Regions from separate parts of the Zea mays genome. Here region 2 is linked to region 1. Evidence: chromatin contacts called from public Hi-C data. All regions are on one chromosome and are shown on one strand. Each heading gives the region's core, a stretch centred on a gene start, on an enhancer-like site or on the middle of the called end of the contact. The rest is flanking DNA. Distances are from core to core; before and after follow the strand shown. Region 1 overlaps LOC100384198. Region 2 holds the start of LOC100216960.

Region 1 (5,524 bases), core at 1,595-4,094:
CTTTGCAAAACTCGCCCAACTAAATCACTCTCAACCATAACGTCCGCTAAATCCACCAAACAAATTGCACCTAGACTTAACACACCATCAAAACCAACGGTTTAGATCGATGTTTAACCCCCTCTCCCTTACTCAAAATCTAATGGACAATACTTTTTGGATCATCTCTCATCCCTCCCCATCCCCAGTGACCCTGCTGCCTCCTCTCCCTCACGCTCTGCCGGCGGCGGGATCAGCAACCCTTCCATCACGCTGCCACCGTCACCGTCGACCCCTCCCCTCCGTGGGATCATAGCGTTAGCATAGCCTATATGCTAATAGTATAGAAATGAGAGATTGAGAAGAGAGTGGTGTAATGCCGCACATAGGGGTAACAATGGGCTCTAAATTTTACACTATAAAATTTAAGGATTGATAGGATTAGGATCGGACTCTATTTCTATTTATTTTTGAACTAAAATTTATTTAGGGCCCTAACAATTTGTGAAGAATCATTTGGATCGCGATCCATTACCACCCCTAGCCGCACACAACCAAAGGGGCTGGGACTAGGGGGGGGGGGGGGCGCACACACACACACACATATATATATATATATAATCATAAATGATTACAGTTAGTGACACATCATTCTATCCATAAGAGGAAGCATATATACGGAAGCCACCGATATAACAAGGAACTAATTCCTGTGCAATCAGAAAAAAATCATTCAAATCTCGTTCTTGATGGAAGTTTGGATGGCTATAACCCTAAATTGAAACTGTTGTTTTTTATAGGAATTTGTATAGGTCAACCTCACTAATCAATCCAATCCTAAGTCCTAAAAACTTTTCAGTCATGAACTATGCTACACACAGCTTTACATGACAGCTAGGCCTGGTCATTCTATCAGTTATTTCACTGTACAGGTTGATTTAAAGATCATAATATAGTATAGCTGTTTGGTGACTTCCCCTGTAGGGCAATTGCAAAATTTCAGATGTGTGATGTCTAAAACACCTGGACCTTGGCACATTCTTTCTTCTACCTTTTCCCCATTCCCCGAAAATTGAGATATTAATTTTCAGTATTCCATCATCCAAGCTAAAACCAACATGATCTAAAATGTTTAGGTCTCTGCAATGAATGTTTATTTTGTCGTTTGGATCGAGCACGAGTACACACGCGTGCATACAATATATATATATATATATATATATATATATATATATATATATATATATATATATATATATATATATATATATATATATATATATATATATATATATATATATATATATATATATATATATATATTCATGCAAGTTCCAAGTATATCTTTTGTTCTGACTATTCTAATTTCTAAATTTATTCCTGATGTACTCTGTTCATGTCCCAATTTATAGGTCATTTGTCGATGATGTTGGTTACGAGGAGAGAAGTGTTAGTAAGCTAAGGAACAAATTATCGTTATTGTTAACAGGGGCACATTTTACAAAATCATGGAGTTTAAGTGTTCAGTTTACTGCCATTGGTGCATTGGTCAGCGTCCTTCCACTGCCATTTGATAAAATTGTTGCCACTGGAAGTAGACAATTATCAGGTTCCTTCGATGTGGAAATGAAACAGATTTCTGAATGGTTTGTCCAGTTAAGCAGCGAGCATCAATATTTAGCTCGTTCCTTTTTTAGCTGTTAGCCTATATATGTTGGCTGGGCCTTACATGGATCAGTGAAGAATGCCCTGTGCAATTTTGATGGTCTTATAACATGACGTTGGATTACTCCCTTGCTTTGACACTACATAGAGGATGATGTTTATTCACGGGTGTGGAGATGTGAAAGTATTATGAAGATCGCCATTTTTTTGCCAATGCTATGTTCTTGAGTGTAGAGAAGCAGGCAGCGGCCGTTATGAGATTTTAGGGACCCAGGATAAGATTTAAAATAGAAGTTTTTTAGTTATTTTTAATATGTAAATGTTACTAATACAAACACTCTAGGTGTAGCTAAAAAATATTCATATTAATCAACAAGTTAAATAAAAAGTATGGTATTACCTTAGGTTTTAAGTTTTTCATACTACGGTATTACTTTAAAAGTATATATATGCGAAGTCGTTGATGATGGTGTCAATATGGATTTTATCCAATAATAACTTCTCCGTACATAAAATAGCCAAAATATTTAAGCTTTTCGAAGATATTTTGAGCCACAAATAATTCTCTAACAAATTTAGTTTTGAAAAGCTTCTTTATGCTGATGTCTTATTAGTAGTCATGGTAAATAAGATTTGATAAGCCCAAGGTGGTATCATAATTCTCGGTTTAATCTTTTGGAGTTCAAGTGTTTGGAATAGCCTTGAATCCTAAGTTTTTGGAATATCCTTGAATCCTCTATGTAGCTATGGTTGAAGTTTTATCCAAGCGAAACATGAACAAGAACGACATTGTTGGGTCGTGGGACTTTTGGGCTAAGGAGGGTACTATTGGGCCAAGGAGTGGCACTAACATGTTATTGGGCTTAGGTGTTTGAGTATCCATCCTTGATCTAGTTGTTTCCTCTTACATCACTCTAGGAACTTCTTTGAGCAATCAATCTCTAGTTGTTTTGTTTGTGAGGTTTTTGGTGTTCTAGAGGTTTGGGTGAAGTTTCGGAAATTAAGATAAGAGTGATGAGGTGCAAAGATTTTTGTTGGCTCTCATTCATCCCTCCTATGGCCACATAATTTGATGCTTCAATTGACATTAGTTAGAGCAGGTTAAGGATCAACTCACCTTAGCTAGTTTTTGATCCAAGAAGGTGACATGGAGCATTGTCTTGGCAAGCCACCACTTTTATGGATCGAACTACCCATATTGGAAGATCCATATGTCCACATATCTTCATAGTATTGGATCAAGGGTATGCGAGATCTATCTTGATGACACCTACATGGTCCTTGTTGTTTGAGCCACTCTCTTCCAAGCATATAGCCATGAGTTATGCTATGAACAACAAGACTCATGCTTTGTTCTCATGTCTCTCACTTTCTAAGTCCGATCGAGTAAGACATCTTGGTACTGCTCATGAGATTTGGCACCAGAGCGACACTACCGGGCCACGACACTGCCGGACTAAAAGGGAAATGTGCCCTTGGGCCATTTCTAAGCGTTTTGGTGATTAACTGCTCAACACACCACTATGAACTAAACATCTTGGTGTGAGGATTAGCTCAGATTCTAATCGAGCAAATTGAAGATGCAAAATCCAAACGAGTTGGATTAGAGGACCAAAAAGTGCAACCTTGGATAAAACCACAAAACATGAAGTTTAAGTGTTTAAATAAGTTGCACTCACTTTATGCTATGTTCCATGTACTGCTATTTGGCTACTAACTTCTATGTGCAAGTAAAGTGACAATTGGACTGAGTTTGAGCATATTGCAAACCATTATGGAACAAAGTGATAAAGGTATGTTTCTATCACTTAGTCAATCGATTTAGTTGCTAACTATGCTCATCTAAGTGCTAGGGAACTCTTTAAGTCGAGCCAAAAAGAAGCAAAGAAGTTTGGTATAAAACAGGAGAAGTTGGGGCAGACTGGGCACATCGGACAGTCTGGTGCTAGCCTGGTCTCCGGGCCCAAACTAGCCGCTGCACTTGGGAAAGACGCCGAGGCACGCTGGTATAAATCATCGGACAATCCGGTGTGTTAGGCACGGAACGGCTCCTCGCGAACTCCAATGGTTGACCGCGTGATCAGTGCCGACCACGTCAGCAGGCAACGGTCGGGAAGGGTCACTGGACATGTCCGGTGTGCCACTAGATAGTCTGGTGCCCACCCGAAAAGGAAGGCGGCCAATCAGACGATTCGGTGGTGTTGCGGATTGAGTGTCCGATGTGCCACCGGACTGTCCGGTGCACCCACAGACAGAAGGCAACCACTGCCTTCCAAATGGAGGAGCAACGACTCCTTGGCCCTTGGGGCTATAAAAGAGGCCCCTAGGCGCCTCCACCATAACACCAAGCATTCTAAGGGCTCCTTTGTATGACCCAATCCCTGCAGGGATCCCAGCCCAATCCGCATGAGGGGTAAAGCCCACGTCTTCTCTTCCCCACGTATCTCGGGCTCCTGTTTAGATGAGGCATGGGCCAAAATGTCACAGACCTTTTTATTCCTAACCACCTTGATCCATGGGGAAGTAAAAAAACTAGTCTGCACTTGTGTTTCTCATTCCCGTTCTCGTGGTGGCTCTCGATCCCTCGTCTCATCCGTCACTCTCGCAGTCCAGTAGCACCTATGACAGCTGGGGTTTGTGTCGGCGGCTGAGATCCATTTTGCTGCTCACGCGCCCACGCTCCATCGCTTCCATCCCCACTCGCCCAGGCTCCATTGCCTCCATCCCCACTCCCTCAGGCTTCTCATCACCCCTCTCCATCACCGGGACATGTCGGCAGTGGACCCGGAGCCAGTGATGCGGTCTGCAACTATGAAGGAGAGAGGTAAGAGGAAGATCTACTATCGTTGCCTGTTCTCCGATTGTTGTTGCCTATTCTCTAATATTTTCTCCGCCTGGTGAGTGGCGAGCCACACAGGGCAGTGTTAGAGCCTAAACTAAGTCACATCCCAGTCACCAAGAGGCATGCGTGCATGAGCGAAGGGGATCCTCTTCCCTCGGTCGACCCCTTTGCACACTTTGCAATTTTCGCTAAATTAGAGCTAGACCGTTTGGACCACTATAGATATTTTCTAAGCTTCCATTATTTCGACATAGTTTGGGTCGAATGCTAAAAGATCATATCTGATTAGGGTCTTTTAATTTTATGATTTATTGTAAGTCGTGTTCGTCGAATATTTTGAAATGGGTAAGCAGTTCTGTTCAATAATAATTTAAAAATTGCATTAAGGTATTGTAATATTTGTATCGCATACCTTTCAATTAATTAAGTTAGATAAAACTAGGATAATTCATTGATTTCCTAAAATTGATTTCCTAAAGACCAATCCGTTAGTGGAGTGGCAACTAGCTAGCTTTGTTTAAGAATACAGTAGTAAAGAAAAATCTTTTTGTATCTCTTTTAGAGTCATTTGTGTTATTTCTTTGTCTATATCAGAAGTGCCTCTGTTAATCTGCCATTTAAATATACATTGCTATGTGAATCACATGGAATTGAATCTATTTGCTATGTGAAACAGGAAACATTGCTACAGGTGATTTAAACTTCACATCAACTGAACGAGCACCCCAACCAACTGAACATGTTAGCACTATTGATATTGATGCTCATGATTCTCACCTTAACCGTTTCCTTGCAAATGTGGATGATCACATCCCATCTAGTGGACCCATAGACATATATGAGATAGAAACACCATCTTCATCTTGCTCTAAAAACCTAGAAAATAGGATTGGGAAGAAAAGAAAGCTCAGTATTGCTAGAGTTTTACAAAACTATGTGGACATTAGGGCAAATGAAACAACAATATTTATGAATGAACTCAATGAGACAACTAAGGAAGTAGGTGACTATTCTATCAAGTAGTGTTTGGATCTTCTA
Region 2 (5,524 bases), core at 1,300-3,799, 150 kb before region 1:
GAACAAAATATCTGACTGCACAATTCACAAATTACTAAATCGGTAAGACATGCAATTGGTAATGAACTCAAAATAAACTAGGAACTCCAACATAATTTCACAAGAAAGTTGATACATACTCAAGTTCAAAAGATGTTTGGTATCTTCTTAGCTGATCTTCGCGATCTTCAATGTCTTGCAGTCTTCTCAGAGAGGTGTTGCGAGTTCGAATGCAGTCTGCTTCTAATGATTTTGCAGTGAGAAGTTTCTCTTCTGCTTCATCAAACTTTTTCTGTGCCGTCTCCATCATTTGAAGGGATTCAGCCAGTTTTGCTTCATATGAAACTTTTATTTCAGCTGTTTCCCCGCGCATATCATGAAGTGCCTTTTCAAGCTACATTCAAAACATGATGTCAGTACCAGAGTTTAATTTGAGAGTTTCACGCAGTTCTAACTGAGAAATCAAATACCAAGACAAATCAAGAGTAACCTTTTGCTAGCATCCTACAGAACTTACAACAAATATTGCTTATATGACTTTTCAAAAATAATCCTTCACTCATGTTCAGCAAGAAACAGAAGTTTTAATCGCACACAAAACTAAGATACTAGTGGAACAAGGGATTTTACTATCAGACATTCTTGTGTTAGATCTCCCAGACTTCACTGCATCACTGCACTTTTACATGAACAAATTGATATCACTATGTTAGCATGCACCAAAACCACAACAAGCTTCTCTTCAGAGACGTCTGACTAAAAAAGTACAGCAAGCAGTGTTTTTAAGGTGTCGCCTAGGCGTCCAGGCGGTGGGCCAATGCCCAGAAATCCTAGGCGCCTTGCCCGCCTAGGCGCCACCTAGGCGTCCAGGCGGCGGTCCAACACCTTGCCTCGCCTTAGGATTTAAAAACACTGACAGCAAGCTTACATTTGATGTATAATCTGACAAACCTAATGAGAACATCATCTTACACGTTTATGACATTAGCTTTTAGTGTACATTTTGACAAACCAAGGGAGAACATCATATTTCACGTCCATAAAATCTCGATGATTAATTGAAATGGAATCTTACATTTGATATGCACTCCTTCTGAATGGCTAGATTTTTTTTTAGGTTTTCTTCCCTCTTTCTTGTTTCAGATAAAGCAGACTGCTGCGAAGCTCGCTCTCGCTTGAGTATGATCTCAGTGGCTTCAAAAGAAGCTTTGAGTTGTTCGTATTTGGACGTCAACTCCTTCCGCTCCAATAAAATAAGCCCAAGATTGTGCTGATATTCATAGATCTGCAGGAAAAAAAGTTTTGGGCTCAATTAAAAACCAAGCAACTAATGGCAAAACACACGCTGTCTATCTATCGAGAGAATAAAGCATGCAAACCTTAAAGATGCCTAACAAAATAAGCAGAAACAGCCAGTTAAACAATATAGTGCATAACAAGATAACTTTTTCACCACCCAGGCACAGAAAGAAACACATCGCAATATCAATCGGAATACCACGTAATATTTTCAGTTAATATGTAAAGAAGGTTAAGTGATACCAAAAACATATAATATCCAGAAAATAAATCCATATGTTATCACAATAACTGTGGCAATTAATTATTTTAAACGACTCATCCGGTAATGCACATAGCCAAATTGTAGGAACCGGTGGACCCAGCTTATGTGGCAGCCTCCAGAAATAGTTCGTAAACATGTTTTTGCAATATGCTAGAAAAACAAGTGCATCCTACCTAGCTCACATGGCGAGCTAGCTGCTGTAGCTACAGCATTTGAAAACGCGTATCATCGCGGCCTATACCGAAAGAAACCCAGGGAAACACGAGACAAAACAGAAGAGCTTGAACGGTTACACCCCTGAAACTCAAAGTGCAAGATCCATAGAAGAATCGTTACGAATACAGGAATACCAACAGCTAATGGAAAATATGAGCTTCTTTCAGACTTGACCAGCTCATCGTCGTACCTAATACATTTGGGGTGGGGGGAGCAACAAGCCAACGAGAAAAAAAAACGCCAAAATTAAATTTCCCTCCCCTAAATCCCGCCCTCCCCCCGACGACACAATATCGCCATTGTTCTTTCTACAAAACTTGACGGGAAAATCCTACTCGCCTCCCTTCGAAAGAACCGGACTAGTTGAACTGCTAGACCAGGTAACAAAGAACCGCACACTACCAAGCCAATAAAGCAATAAACCAAAATACCGCGCCTGACGGCCTCCTTGTCGCGAGGAGATTTACCTCGGACTCGAGCCGCGAGATGTAGCCGATGAGGGCCGCCTTGTCGCGGCGCCTGACAGCGTCCTCGTCGAACCCGGCCTCGCGCAGCTTCATCCAGATCGCCTCGTCACCGCCGGCCGAGCGCGGGCTCGCCATGGCCAGGACCCCACCGGCGGGGAACCCTAGCAGATCCTGAATGCGCCGCCCGCCCAGCCGCAACAGCGCGCGGCGAGGTCACGCGTTCCTCGCGGCGGGCCGCTCGGAAGCTCAGTGCTTTCCGGCGGGGGCTGAGTCCGTGAGTGGAGGTCTCTCTTCCCCCCGTCCTGTCACGACCCTGCTTTTCTTTTCTTCCTCGCTTTCTTTGGTGCGAATGCGTCTGCGTGTGTGGGTCACTCGGGTTCGGTGGTGGGCTGAGCCGCAGGAGAGAGAAAATGTGTTCGGTTCGATGGGTGGACTGGATTGATTATCAGGGGATTCTCTGATTTATTTCCGTTTGTTTTTGCGGGCCAACGCCAGCTGGGGGTGAACTGTGGTGTGTTACCGTTGCCTTTTGTATGAATATACGATTCTGGTTTTTTTTAATTTCTCACTTTCGCTCTAATTTTATAATATACTCACTCTGTCTAGTATTTATTTTAGCTCATGTTTTTATATCTATATTCAAATAAATATGATAAATTTAATATATATATATACTAGGTCAGTGCTCGTGCGTTGCAACAGGATTATATAATAGCTCGATAACTTATATATACAAATGTGTGTTATACTGTTATGAGATGGAGGACGACATCCACGAGCCGTCCGGGATAACGTTGAAGAGAAACTCGGACCTATGACGCACGAGCACTCTGAGTAGTGTAGTATACAAGATTTAACAAGACAATTTAAAGGCAAAAATTCAAGAATGATCTTTCATAGAACATCATAGTTTAGATATTTAAATCAATAAATATAAAATAAACATAAGCATAACTGTTTATTTAATCTATTTTTTCCATAATAGGTTGAGGTACTCTTGTATATTTCCATAAATGTTAAATCGCGAGGGGAATGGAATGGGAATGGCGAACGCACGAACGTGGAGAGGGCCACACATGAAACCGCTGCCAGAGATCGACATCATCGGTTGGAAGAAGACTCTGAGCGTCCCTAGCGATGCGGGTGGGCCGCGGGCGGAGGTGGTTGCGGCTGGCAGAGCAAGGATTGCGCGTGATTGATTCAGAGCTCGAAGGTTACTGGGCGGCGGTCAGCTGTGGGCCCATGTGATCGGACGGTCCAGATTGACCGAAGGCAGAACGACAGAACCAGAGAGGCAGGCTACCCTTGCAGCCTTAATAAGTAGTAGAGAAAAACAGGTGCAGTCTTAGTGATATCCAGAGCAGCTCCATTCTTTAATCATATATCCATCAGAGAAATTATACAATGAGTCAGTGACATCATTTCCGCAGGAGTAATGTTGCAAGATGCAACGAACACCACTACCTCGTATTAATATGATAAGAGCATGCTGGAAAAATATATAAAAATACATGAGTAGGAAGCTCGTTTCAATGAAGGATTTCCAATATTCTGTATAACATCCCATTTGAAATTGCTAGAAGATATGTAAGTAATCTGAGCATAATATGAGAGGTAACAAATTTAATTTAATAATCAATGTGTTAATAGATGAGGCTCGTGCATTGCAATGAGAACATATAATATCACAATAACTTATATACAAATGAGTGTTATACTACTATGAGATGGAGGACAACATCCGCTAGCCGTCCGAGATAGCATCGAAGCGAAACTCGGGTCGCGGTCGAGTGCGCTGGCCCTATGGCGTGAGGTCGCTCGTCTAGGTGCCGCGTGAGGTGGAGGGGACAATCTCGAGGAGGGAGCAATCTCCGAGGGCCAGTGGTGGAGTGGCGGCGCGCGATCACCGAGCCGCTCGCCTTGCGGCAGCGGAGGGATCAGATATACACACGATGCAAAATTTAAAGTTAAATGAGTAGAGTTGAATGTTGTCCATGTATGTAAATTGAGAGTTGAGACCTTTGACTCCGATTGTAAATACACGAGTCCATACAGAAAGCAAAAGTGTCGACAACAACACGGCGCCACTTCGTCGCATGACACCATGACAGCAGGATCTGATTCCTCTGGCTAAGAGAAGGCACTCTGTATTGGAGGGATCAGGCTCTGTTGAATCATGATCTTCAGGTTCAGAATAGCATGAATGAAGGTTTGCAAGGGGCTGCATTCTTTGATATGAAAAAGCAAACGCATACATCAAATGAAGGTAAAGCTAAGGTGAAATTCTGTAAAAAAAATCTTGAAATGCCTCATGTAGCAACAAAATGATGGAATGGCCAAACAAGGAGTACCACCTAATACTTGCATAACTTGGTAATACACAGTGTTATTGATATCCACAGAATTAACGTATTTCTCAACCAGTCATGCTAGGTGCAGAAGAACCATCCAAATAGCATCAGACCATTATATTGTTAGAAAATGGAAGATGACTCACAAACTTCTAAGAAAACACTGAAACCAATGTTTTAAAAATAAAATACAAGGAAAAAAACCTAGGAGGAACAAGGTACCATGGACAAATATTTCATTTTAGAGGCCATCTACAATCAAAAAATACAAACGAAAAAATACTCGATTTTCAATTTTTCCATGTCAATTCAAGCAAGAAACACTTATTATTTATGATGCTAGTTGGCCAATGTCATAAAAAACATACCTCATTAGCCTGTCCAAATAATACATGGGTATGATGCTCTATCTTTAAGCAACTTGACCCTCAGAGAGAGAAAACCTTCGTACATGTTCAAAGTTGTGTTCTCCACGACAAATGTTTCTGAGACACCAGGTAGCATGAGGAAACAATATTAACAGCTCTGTAACTATATAAAAATTTCTAACAAAATAAAATACAATAAGTTTAAGACAACTTTGGTTGCATAAACATATAAAATCAAATTAGAAAGGAACATTTGGATAGAATACAAAGAAAAGATCCATGTTAACGCATAACCAAAGAATAGATGAACCAAACTACTGCAAATTCATGACTAAAAGCTCACTGTAATTGACTTGCTTGAAGAACACAATAATACTACTGTGAATATGTGATACAACTTAATCACAATAGTAAAATTACATTTGATGTTGCATTTGGTAAAAAAATATTTTTCAGAGTTCAGAGCCAACAACTAAACTCAGGTGTTACAAGGTACAATGAACCTTACTATTCAGATTATTAATATAAAAACTCAAGACAGGTGTAATCCTCAAACAATCATAAGCAATGTGTATAGGA

The links. A called contact is a pair of places that touch in the nucleus more often than the background predicts.
Region 2: a Hi-C map of an unstated tissue shows a contact between it and region 1, with 3 times the contacts expected there. The contact joins the promoter of LOC100216960 here to the enhancer-like site in region 1. A contact is called at or near these places in 7 of 25 Hi-C or Micro-C datasets (ear, leaf, leaf mesophyll and 1 more) and 1 of 3 datasets of contacts at active chromatin or transcription factors (seedling).

What each region holds. Positions count from the first base shown.
Region 1 is chr3:198,951,116-198,956,639 of Zm-B73-REFERENCE-NAM-5.0, reverse strand. It overlaps LOC100384198, which reads left to right. Exons shown (of 9, transcript XM_020549945.1): 9 at 1,392-2,048. The coding sequence ends at 1,683. Among protein-coding and RNA genes, the nearest start is that of LOC100384198, 12 kb to the left of the region's middle. Within about 2 kb of position 2,844, at least 2 of the 20 cell types and tissues checked have an H3K27ac peak or open chromatin away from gene starts, as enhancers often do.
Region 2 is chr3:199,101,402-199,106,925 of Zm-B73-REFERENCE-NAM-5.0, reverse strand. LOC100216960 reads right to left here and starts at 2,549. Exons shown (of 8, transcript NM_001317378.1): 1 at 2,227-2,549; 2 at 1,055-1,264; 3 at 120-373. The coding sequence starts at 2,361.